Regions from separate parts of the Rattus norvegicus genome. Here region 2 is linked to region 1. The links are chromatin contacts, called in public HiChIP or PLAC-seq maps. All regions are on one chromosome and are shown on one strand. The core of a region is the stretch at or near the end of the contact, and the rest is flanking DNA. Distances in the headings are between cores, read along the strand shown. Region 1 holds the start of Epc2 (enhancer of polycomb homolog 2). Region 2 holds the start of Kif5c (kinesin family member 5C).

The links. HiChIP or PLAC-seq counts read pairs in DNA pulled down with a chosen protein or histone mark.
Region 2: an H3K27ac HiChIP or PLAC-seq map of oligodendrocytes shows a contact between it and region 1, with 5 times the contacts expected there. The contact joins the promoter of Kif5c here to the promoter of Epc2 in region 1. A contact is called at or near these places in 3 of 12 Hi-C or Micro-C datasets (Schwann cells, frontal cortex and mammary epithelial cells) and 1 of 1 datasets of contacts at active chromatin or transcription factors (oligodendrocytes).

What each region holds. Positions count from the first base shown.
Region 1 is chr3:54,273,568-54,278,094 of GRCr8, reverse strand. It overlaps Epc2 (enhancer of polycomb homolog 2), which reads right to left and starts at 1,651. Exons shown (of 14, transcript NM_001108581.1): 1 at 1,423-1,651. The coding sequence starts at 1,575.
Region 2 is chr3:54,438,787-54,443,331 of GRCr8, reverse strand. Kif5c (kinesin family member 5C) reads right to left here and starts at 2,025. Exons shown (of 26, transcript NM_001107730.1): 1 at 1,549-2,025. The coding sequence starts at 1,674.

The DNA.
Region 1 (4,527 bases), core at 402-2,901:
AAAACGATGTAAAGACACGTGTCTAAAAGAAACGGCTGAGAGAAAGATGAGATCAGCAAAGACAGCATCATGCTACCAAATGCAGTTTCTAGATCACCTATAGAGAGACGTTCAGAAGGTTAACTCAAAATCAAAGGTTAAGTCAATAACCTCATAAGCAAACTTCTCAAACACAATTCAGCTCTATCTAAATCTGAGACATAAAAGCTAGGCTCTAATTTTTTTTGAAAGATTAAAAAGAAGCCCTATTTTATATTCTACTGAATATGTAATAAAACACCAAAGCGAAATGTGATTAAGTCAAAGCACCAACACAATGAGGTCAGAATTCGAGCAGCCAATCAAAGGCTTAAAGGCATTTCCTGCAATATTAATAGTCAAAAGAGAAAACCAATCACAGAAACCTCCAGCTTTCTTTTGACAGTCAGAGAAGCAAGGGAACCAATCCACATACACCCGTGGTTGACAATAAGGCGGGACTGAAGGTTCATTGAAGAAATTCTTCAGGGTGCAGTTACTATGAACTTCGCACACAAGTAACAACACTCCGGAGTCGTAAACAATGTCAAATCAGAGGAAATTCAGTCTTGGGTATAATTTAACCGCTGGGAAGAAGGAAACAGCATTTGGCAAAAATTTGAACATCTGGCCAAAAATGCAACTGTCAATGCGGACCCTCTGAGTCCTCAAGTTGTAAACAGCCATATCACATGCAACTTCCCCGGACGCTGCACGGGAAGCGCAGGCCCGGAGGCTAGTTCCAAGCACTGGGGCCCCGTCCTAACTCTGCGCAACCAAGGAGGGCCAGTCCCGCAGGCAAAGCCCGCGTACGGTTCAGGGGCTCGCTAAAGCAGAGTCCGGGCCGGAGTTCGCTGCCCGGCCGCAGGGTTGCATCGCCTATTCCCGCGGCACCTCCTCCGGCGGGCAGCGCAAACCATCACCCTCCTAGCAGGGAGATGCATGTTTTGAAAGAGCTTTACTTTTCCTACACCGTTGCAAAGGCAATTTCATGCACACACGAATTTTAAAATGTAACGAAAATATCGCCTAGTCAAAAGACCCCTCTCGACCATTTAATCCCGCTCCCGGGGAGATGTCTACAAGGTAAACAGAGGCCGTACGCCAAGTGCGGCCGGCGCATCCCTGCGCCATTCCCGGTCGCTGCTTACGGCAGGGTCCCCTTACGGCAGCGTAAGCGGCGCCGAGAGCTAATCACAACACTGGGACGCAACAACATGGCGGCCGCGGGCGGGCGCTGCGCCGGCCGACAGGTTTACGCTACTCCGCCGGCGTAGGGTCCGGAGCGCGCAGCGGCAGCGGCGCCCTCCAGCGAGCGTAGAGCGCTCTGTGAATGGCGAGGCCCGGCTGACAAAGGGGAGGGGGGAGGAGGGAAGGGGGGGTAATAAACACTCGAGTCCCTACCGATTCCTCCTCCTTCTCCATCCCGGTGGGCATCTGGGGCACGGCCCGGTTGATGGAGACGCAGTCGTTGAGATCAGGCATGTCCTTGCCGCGGTAGATGGGCAGCGGTTTGGCGGCGTCCAGCGCCCGCGCTCGGAAGGAGAGTTTACTCATTGTCTCCCCGCCTTACAGGAACAGCCCGGGCGGCGGCGGCGGGGCGGGCGGGGAGGGGGGAGCACTCCCGCCGCCTCCTCCACCTCCTTCCTCAGTGCAGCACGGCCGGCCCGCTCCTCCTCCTCCTCCGCACTGCCCCCGGCCCCAGCATGGGCGCCCACCCCGCCCAAAAACAGCCCCCCGCCGCCCGCGGCCGCTTCCACACTCTAGATCCGCCGCTCGCCCGCCCGATCCGCTCCCTGCGCCATGGCCAACATGGCGGACATTACCACAGCGGCGGCGAGCGATCCCGGCAGCCCGCGCGAGAGCGCGCCCCCGCCGCGGGGACGCGCGTCGCCCTCTCCCTCCCTCCCTCCCTCCTTCCTTTCCCTCCCCTGCCTGCCCACCCACTCTCTCCGCGGCGCGGCGCGGCTAGCCAGCCGGCGAGAGCGAGCTGAGTCCCGGTGCCCCTTGGCCGGCCGCTCGGCACGCAGGCGGGGCGGCAGGTGCCAGGTGCTTTCGGCCCCGGCTCCGGAGCAGGCGCCTGTGCCTCCGCCGCGGCCGACTGGCTCCGCGCTCGGCTCCCTCGGGAAGGCTCGGAGCACAGGATCGCCCGCCTCAGGGGGCAGGAGGCGGTCCACCCCCGGGCCACCGGCCTCCACTGGAGCCTGCCTTTAGACAGCTCTGCTCTCCCGGCTGCCTGCTAGCTGATTTCGCGCCTCGGGTTTGCGCATCCCGGGGAGGTACGATAAGTCCGCTGTGTCTGCCTACGCCGAGAGGCACAGCCCTGCTGCGTCTCGCGCTCTGAAAACTTGGGCAGTCCCAGTCCAAAAGAGCTCTCCAGAGCTCTTTTAGGCACCTGAGCGCACCCTCGCCTTCACCAGGAGGATGCTCTTGGTAGACACGAGGGCTCCTAGTTTGAGACTACTACTTGAGGAGTTGCTGGACGCAACAAGCAGACTTGCACCTGTCATCCAAACTTTCTTAATTTGATGCCATGCATTTCTTTGATTTCAAAAACATGCCGGTTCTTAAAGGTTCCACTTGAAATCTCTAATCAAAGATAAATGTGTGTAAAAACAGTGGTTACTGTGATGACTCAAAGAGTTTAATAAAGTTCGGGACTCCAGTTAGCTTGCGTGTTACTGTGTTACAACCAAACTGTTGGATAATTAATAGCAAGAATCGTAAATACTTGAAAGGGAGCCGCAAAGATGATAGTCCAAAAAATGGAAATACTTGAAGAAAACGATGCAGACACACAAGAGTGATGGGAGGTTGATTACCAAATGACATCAATGGACAGTTGCTGTGACAGGTCAAAGAAAATGAGACATTGCTTTGGTCAGAAGTGGTTGGGGAAAACTGCAAAAAGAATCAAATTGACTCAATTAAATACCAGCTACTGTTGACACAAACCTTTTTGTTGCAGTTTCTTAGTCTTTAAGCATTACGTGTTTCTAAGCAAATTCCCACATAGTGCAACAATTTTACCACTTTCTGATCCTTGGAAAACACCCTACCTAGCTCATAAAAGGGTAGATGGTTTGCTAAAGTCCAACAGTAAAACGGATTTCTTTGTCAAGTCTTAATATAGCAAAACCATCTTTCTTCGTTGTCACCCATCATTTTTCTCTATTTCCTTCTCTCCCTGCTTTTCTCTACCCTCCTCCCTCTCTCTCCCCTTTGTCTCTAGCTTTTCCTTCCTGGTTACATCTAAATAATCTAACCAGTCTGTCCAGGGACACTTTGGAACGTTATTCAGTGGCCTTGTGTTTTATGTCCACTTGTTATTGGTAACAACGCAAACAGACTGTGACCCGTTTCTTGTAAGCAACACCTTTCTCGTGCTTGTGGGCATGCCCTGTTCTGAGTGTTACCCTCTGGAGTAGTTCCAATCCTTTGTAAGGAAGAACAAAAAGTTCTCAGAATAGGGGGTGGGGATGGGGGTGCAGATCTGAAAATCAGGGGGAAACAGTGGTTGAAAATAATGAGTCATCCAGACCTTTTATTTAGATGCCCATCCCTTCTCAGGCTCAGTAAAGATAGCTTCCTTCTAGTCTCTGTGCCTAATGTTACACTCAGAAAAAGAAGTGTGAACATTGTGTGTGTGTGTGTGTGTGTGTGTGTGTGTGTGTGTGTGGTGTAGTCCCAAGTAGTTGAAGTCCACTTAATTCTTATTGCTATATACTTCTGCATAGGGAGAAACTCTGTGACTTTTGCTAAAAAGAAAACTGAGACCCAAACATATAACTTGTCAAGTTCCAGTACGAGAGGACCGCAGACCTGGATTCAAATCTGGGTCTATGCTAACTCCAAAACACTTGTTCTCCTAGTCATACAATTTATTATGCAAGCTCTCTGGTTTATTGACCATCCAGATGTTCAAAAGTTTCTGACCCAAAATCAATTAATGAAAGCCTCCAAAGCTAATTAGTGAGAAAGTCTAGCCAATGGGAAGACATCTGCTCTTTCATTTCTCTAACCCTAGTTTCTTACCTTACAGAAAGCAGGCTTCTAGTATGTTTGCTGATAGCTATGACGTTGTATCAGCTACATGAAGAACTTCAGTGCTGCTAACACCATTCTGCTGCAGGTTAGAGTTTGAGTGCCTTCCTGACCTGGCAGCAGGCTTAGCCATTGATGCTAATTTTTCTTTTCATGGCCTACTCAACTCCTCAGATTTCTACCTTTGGTGATCAGAACTTTAGAAACAATAAGAACACCTCAAAGAAACTTTTTTTTTCTAATGTAAAACTCAACCATGAGAATGGCTTTTGCGTCAGAGTTGGTTTGCTGTTGGTCTTTGTTTTGGATGGGTAACAATTTTATCTTCCAAAGTTCCCTTTTCTTTTTGCCTTGTAGGCAATGATTACAGAGCTAAGAACAAAAGAGTTTGAAGCAAATGTCACATTAGCCTTTCACCTGAGAGTCAGTCTGTATTTCCTTAGATTCTAATTCACTGCCTAAACC
Region 2 (4,545 bases), core at 776-3,275, 160 kb before region 1:
GTATAGAATTACCTCATCAATAATTGTAGCACACATCTTTTCTGCAAGTTAACCCTAAGCGAAAGGGAGGAAATCCCATTCCTTCCCCATAGGTCAGATATCAGAGTAAGTGGCTGCCCATCCACAGAGCATTCAGAACTCTACATTTTCCTATAACCGTGAAAACAGGAAGGAAAGAGATCATATTCTGCAAAGGGGGAGGAGGGGGCTTCTTAAGCGAAATACAAGAGGAAGCCCCCAGGCCAGGGCTTGGCCTCTAATCCGCGGTGTTGGAAAATACCTGCACTTGCTAGTCCAAGGCGTTTGCAGTGACTGGCAGTGACTGCAGCAGACAACCTTGCCAAAGATGCTGGGGACAGACTGGGTGAAGAACCACAGGGCACGCGCTTGAAAAAGGCTAGGTGTTCTCTAGCTATACACTCAGAAAGCTGTCAGCTGTCAATCACTTGACCTAAATACAACAGTCACTGGGGGAATGGGGGGGAAGGGGTAGTCCGAGCATGCTCAGTGATGGAGATGACATCACTTAATCAATGCTGGAGACGGGAAGGCTGCATCAGCAGCCTGGAGCGGGATGCCAGGAACGTATCAGTGGGGACCTAAAGGCTCGCATTAACTCAGTCCCTCTCCACGCGGCTCGAATACAAAGAGGGCACCATGGGCCACACACTCTAGGGAGAGCAGGCTAAGAAAGGGGGAGCGGACGAGACTAGTTTATTTCCGTTGGTCCTTGTAGTCCCTTAAGAACTACAAGGGAGTATTCCCTCCGCTTTCCAGCAGCCAGATTGAGAGAGCTAAGTAGGAGAAAGCAATGTGAGAGGAAAGGTGGGGTAGGGTGATCAAAAAGAAGACCCTGGATTCGCTTAAGTAACTTCTGCTCTTGACACAGAGGGGTTGTTTAGGAACTCCCTCTCTTAGCAGAGGAGAATCTTCTCTCCATCTTAAATGAGGCATATGAGGCTATCGGCAGACACTAGGGAGAAAGGATCTGGTGGGGGGCTGGGGAGAATCCAACAGAGAAAGCACAAATCCAGGACAATTGGGGTGATAGGAAGCAAGAAACATGAGACCTCCCAAAGACACCCAGAGCACACCTCTCACCTTCCACAAGGGAGCAAGGTGAAACCACCTATGCAAAACCCAGGAGATTTTGTTTTTCTTGCACCTTTCCTCCCTACCTTTTTGACTAAGGTCTTGAGACAAATCGAACCCTGGAATGCCTGGATGTATCTTGCAAAGTTGTAAAGCTTACACTTTGACCAAGGCCTGGGCATCCCTACTTGCTGGCAAGCAGAAACACTGCCCACGCGGCGGCGAGAGTGGGAACAATAGGCCCACCCGAGCCCCCCACCCGCGAACAATGGCGGACCTCGCACTCCCCCGCCGCCCCGCGCCACCACCGCCATGGGGGGAGTCACCAACCAAGGGCTCTCGTACGGTTCACCCGCGAGCCCAGCCCCGCTGGGATGTCCGAGGTAGCGTCCGGAATATCTCCACTCAAGCAATGGTGCAAAGCCGGAGGAGGGGCAAGACACCAAGGCCACTTACCCCGATCACCACCGTCTCCTCGCCTTTGAATTTGGGGATGAATTTGTCCCCGCGGAGGATCTCAGCTTCGTTGAGGGGCCGGAACCGGCACATCACTTTGATGCTGCATTCGGCTGGATCCGCCATCTCGGGCCGCGGCAGGAGGGGACACAGGGATGGGATAGGGGGTCCGGCTGGGCAGCTCCACCAAAGAGGCCGCGAGCCAACCGCTGCCGGCTGCTAGGCCGCCTCCCGCAGCTTCTCAGCAGGTCATCGCAAGCCTGCGCCGGACGCCCAGCAGCTCTGCCGCCGGGAAGGAGAGCAGCTGGGCCGCCCTGCTGCTGACCTCCAGCCCGGTCCTGCGCCCTGGTCCACCTGCCCGCGACCAAGCGGCGGGCGGACTAGGCGATGCTTAGGGAGCAATCCCAGCCCGGCTCAGACCTCCCGGGCTCCGGCGCGCTCAGCCATCCTGCATCAGCACCACCTCGCTCCGGCACCTCCAGGCCCGCCCCTCTGCCCCGCCTCGGTACGGTGACGTCACTGCAGAGATCCGCCTCGCCCTGGGTGTGAGCGCGGCGCATCCCGGGACTTGTAGTCAGCCACTCTACCTGCAGGTGGGAGGAGGGCAAGGCTTTAGTTAGCTAGTGAGGACTGATGTGTTTCCACAAACCAAGAACAGAATCGGAGTCATAGTTAAACTCTATAAAAAACCAACTCACATCTTTTCCTGAAAGAAAAAATATTTATCAACACAGTGTACAACTGAACAGCCACAGAGCGTTCCCCCATGCTGTAGAGTTTTTGCAAGAGTTCTAAGGAAAGCAAGAAGGAAATGAGTTTTCCATGGACGCCAGTTATAATGGAAATGCTTGAACATACGTAATTGATAACAGTTCATATCCGATCAAAACCAAGGATTTTATCACTGCAAAACCAAGTGAGAAAACAAATCAACATGCCCGCGTATTTAGCATGCCACTTTAGAGCCTGAGGGTTGAAGTCAGGAACGTCTCAGCGTCACATGGCGGTTCATGCTTGGAATCCCAGCATTCAGAAGGCAACTTGGGACAAAAAACAAACAAACAAAAAAACAAACCTCAAAAACCAAAAGCAAGAAAAGAGGAAAAAGAAAGCAAGACCTCTCAGTTACAACTAATCATAGTTCAGTTTCTAATTATGTTTAGAATCCTGCAGAAACTAACAGATTGTATAGAAGATCAAATCCAAGACAGGCCCAGGCCCTCATAGTCACTATTCTCTCTACTCATTTAGGCTCCCTCTTCTCCTATAACACCCTTGATATTTACGATCTAACAGGTAACAAACTTCTTGTCAACTCTTCCATCCCACTCGTCCTGCTTTGTTTCTACCATTTTTGCTCTGCCCAACTGGCCCATTCCCACCCAACAGTGAAGAGGCATCTTGGTGGCCCAATGACAGTTGACAAGAACATGACCAAAGCCACCGACACAAATGGAGAACTTAGCAGAATACAGCTTGTTTTTGCTAATTTATTCAAGAATCGACTAAACAGCCAACCCAGAGAAAAGGCAGGCACTGGGACTGCCTTCCAGACCATGGTTCCTGAACTGACCTTGTTCTTACTCAAGACGCATTCCCACCTATCAGCAAACTAAGTGCCAACAGCTTGTGGACGTCGTTCTCCAATTGAGATGAGGATGTATGGGTTTTCAAGGTCGGAATTTGAAACCTACCGTGGTAGGTCTATGAATTGCCTGGGATTAGCCTAGCATCGACCTCTAGCACAATGGCCTAGAGTCAAAAGCTTTGTAACTCTACGAAGGAACCTCATGGTACGAAAGATCCTGAAAGGAAACTGATGTATTCCTAGGTCTCGCAAGAATGCTTTGGCCGAAGCTGGCGCCCATCGGACTTTGTCAACACTAACTTTTGAATCCTAAGACTCTTTCTACAGAAGGATTTCCCAGATGATCTGCAGCTGACTGTCCTTACTTACTGCCCCAGTGTCCTGTCCGTATCACTACAGGTAGAGAGTGAATACCCCGGTGCCTTTGTTCTGTCTGAATAGGAGTGCAGAGTAGGAAAGCCCACTGAGTGGGGAACTCGGCTGAACATGAGTCCTTCCTCCATCGCTGTGGCAGGATGCTTACTTTCCTTCAGACCCTGTCTCCTATTCTCTGGCATTAGAATAGCAATATCTCCTAGCAGAATTTTTTTTAATCAAATTAAGAGCAATATTACTTGTAATGCATTTAGTATGGTGTAAAGCATTTAGTATAATATTTTATATAATATGCATATTATATATAATATGTCAAATCTTAGGTAGTGTTATTCTTCCTGGGCACTGAATAAATGATTGTAAATAAGGACTTCTTTAATTTTAGAAATAAATCTATTACGTACATCTCTACTTGTACCCAGGAATACAAGTTTCCTGCCTACCCGAGAAGACAGAGCCGCTGAAGTGAACATTCTGAGCCATTGTAAACAATAACCAATCTGACGTTCTCTCCTCAGCACAGCTAACGTAGCTGGGAGGAAATCTCTGGTGCTGCCTTCTCATCTGTGCCGCACTGAGCAAGTCTCTTGTTCTTTGGACCTACGTCAAAACTTGGTTTGAGAGATACTGAGGTGTTTAAGGGGTGGGTTGGTTATTAGAAGAGGTTAATACCTTTTTCACAGGAGCAAGCCCTTGCTCTCATGATACTAGATTAGTTACCATGGGAGTGTTTGTTACTAACCACATTCAACCTCCTCTGCTCTCTTTCTTGATCTCTCTTTCATTCACTGTGCGGTCTTTCCCACAGATACTTCTTCTGGCTGTCCACCATGCGAGAAGCAGCCAATCTGCCTCGCCAAAAGTCAGGGAGATGCAATCCCAGATCTATGGGATAAATCAAACTAATTTTTACAAGTCACTGAACCTCAGATTGTTACAGCAACAGAAACAAAACTAAAATTCAGTATACCAGTGATAACAATCTTACTAATTTCTTTGTGTCCACCAGAGGATGCGCAGAACTCCATACACAC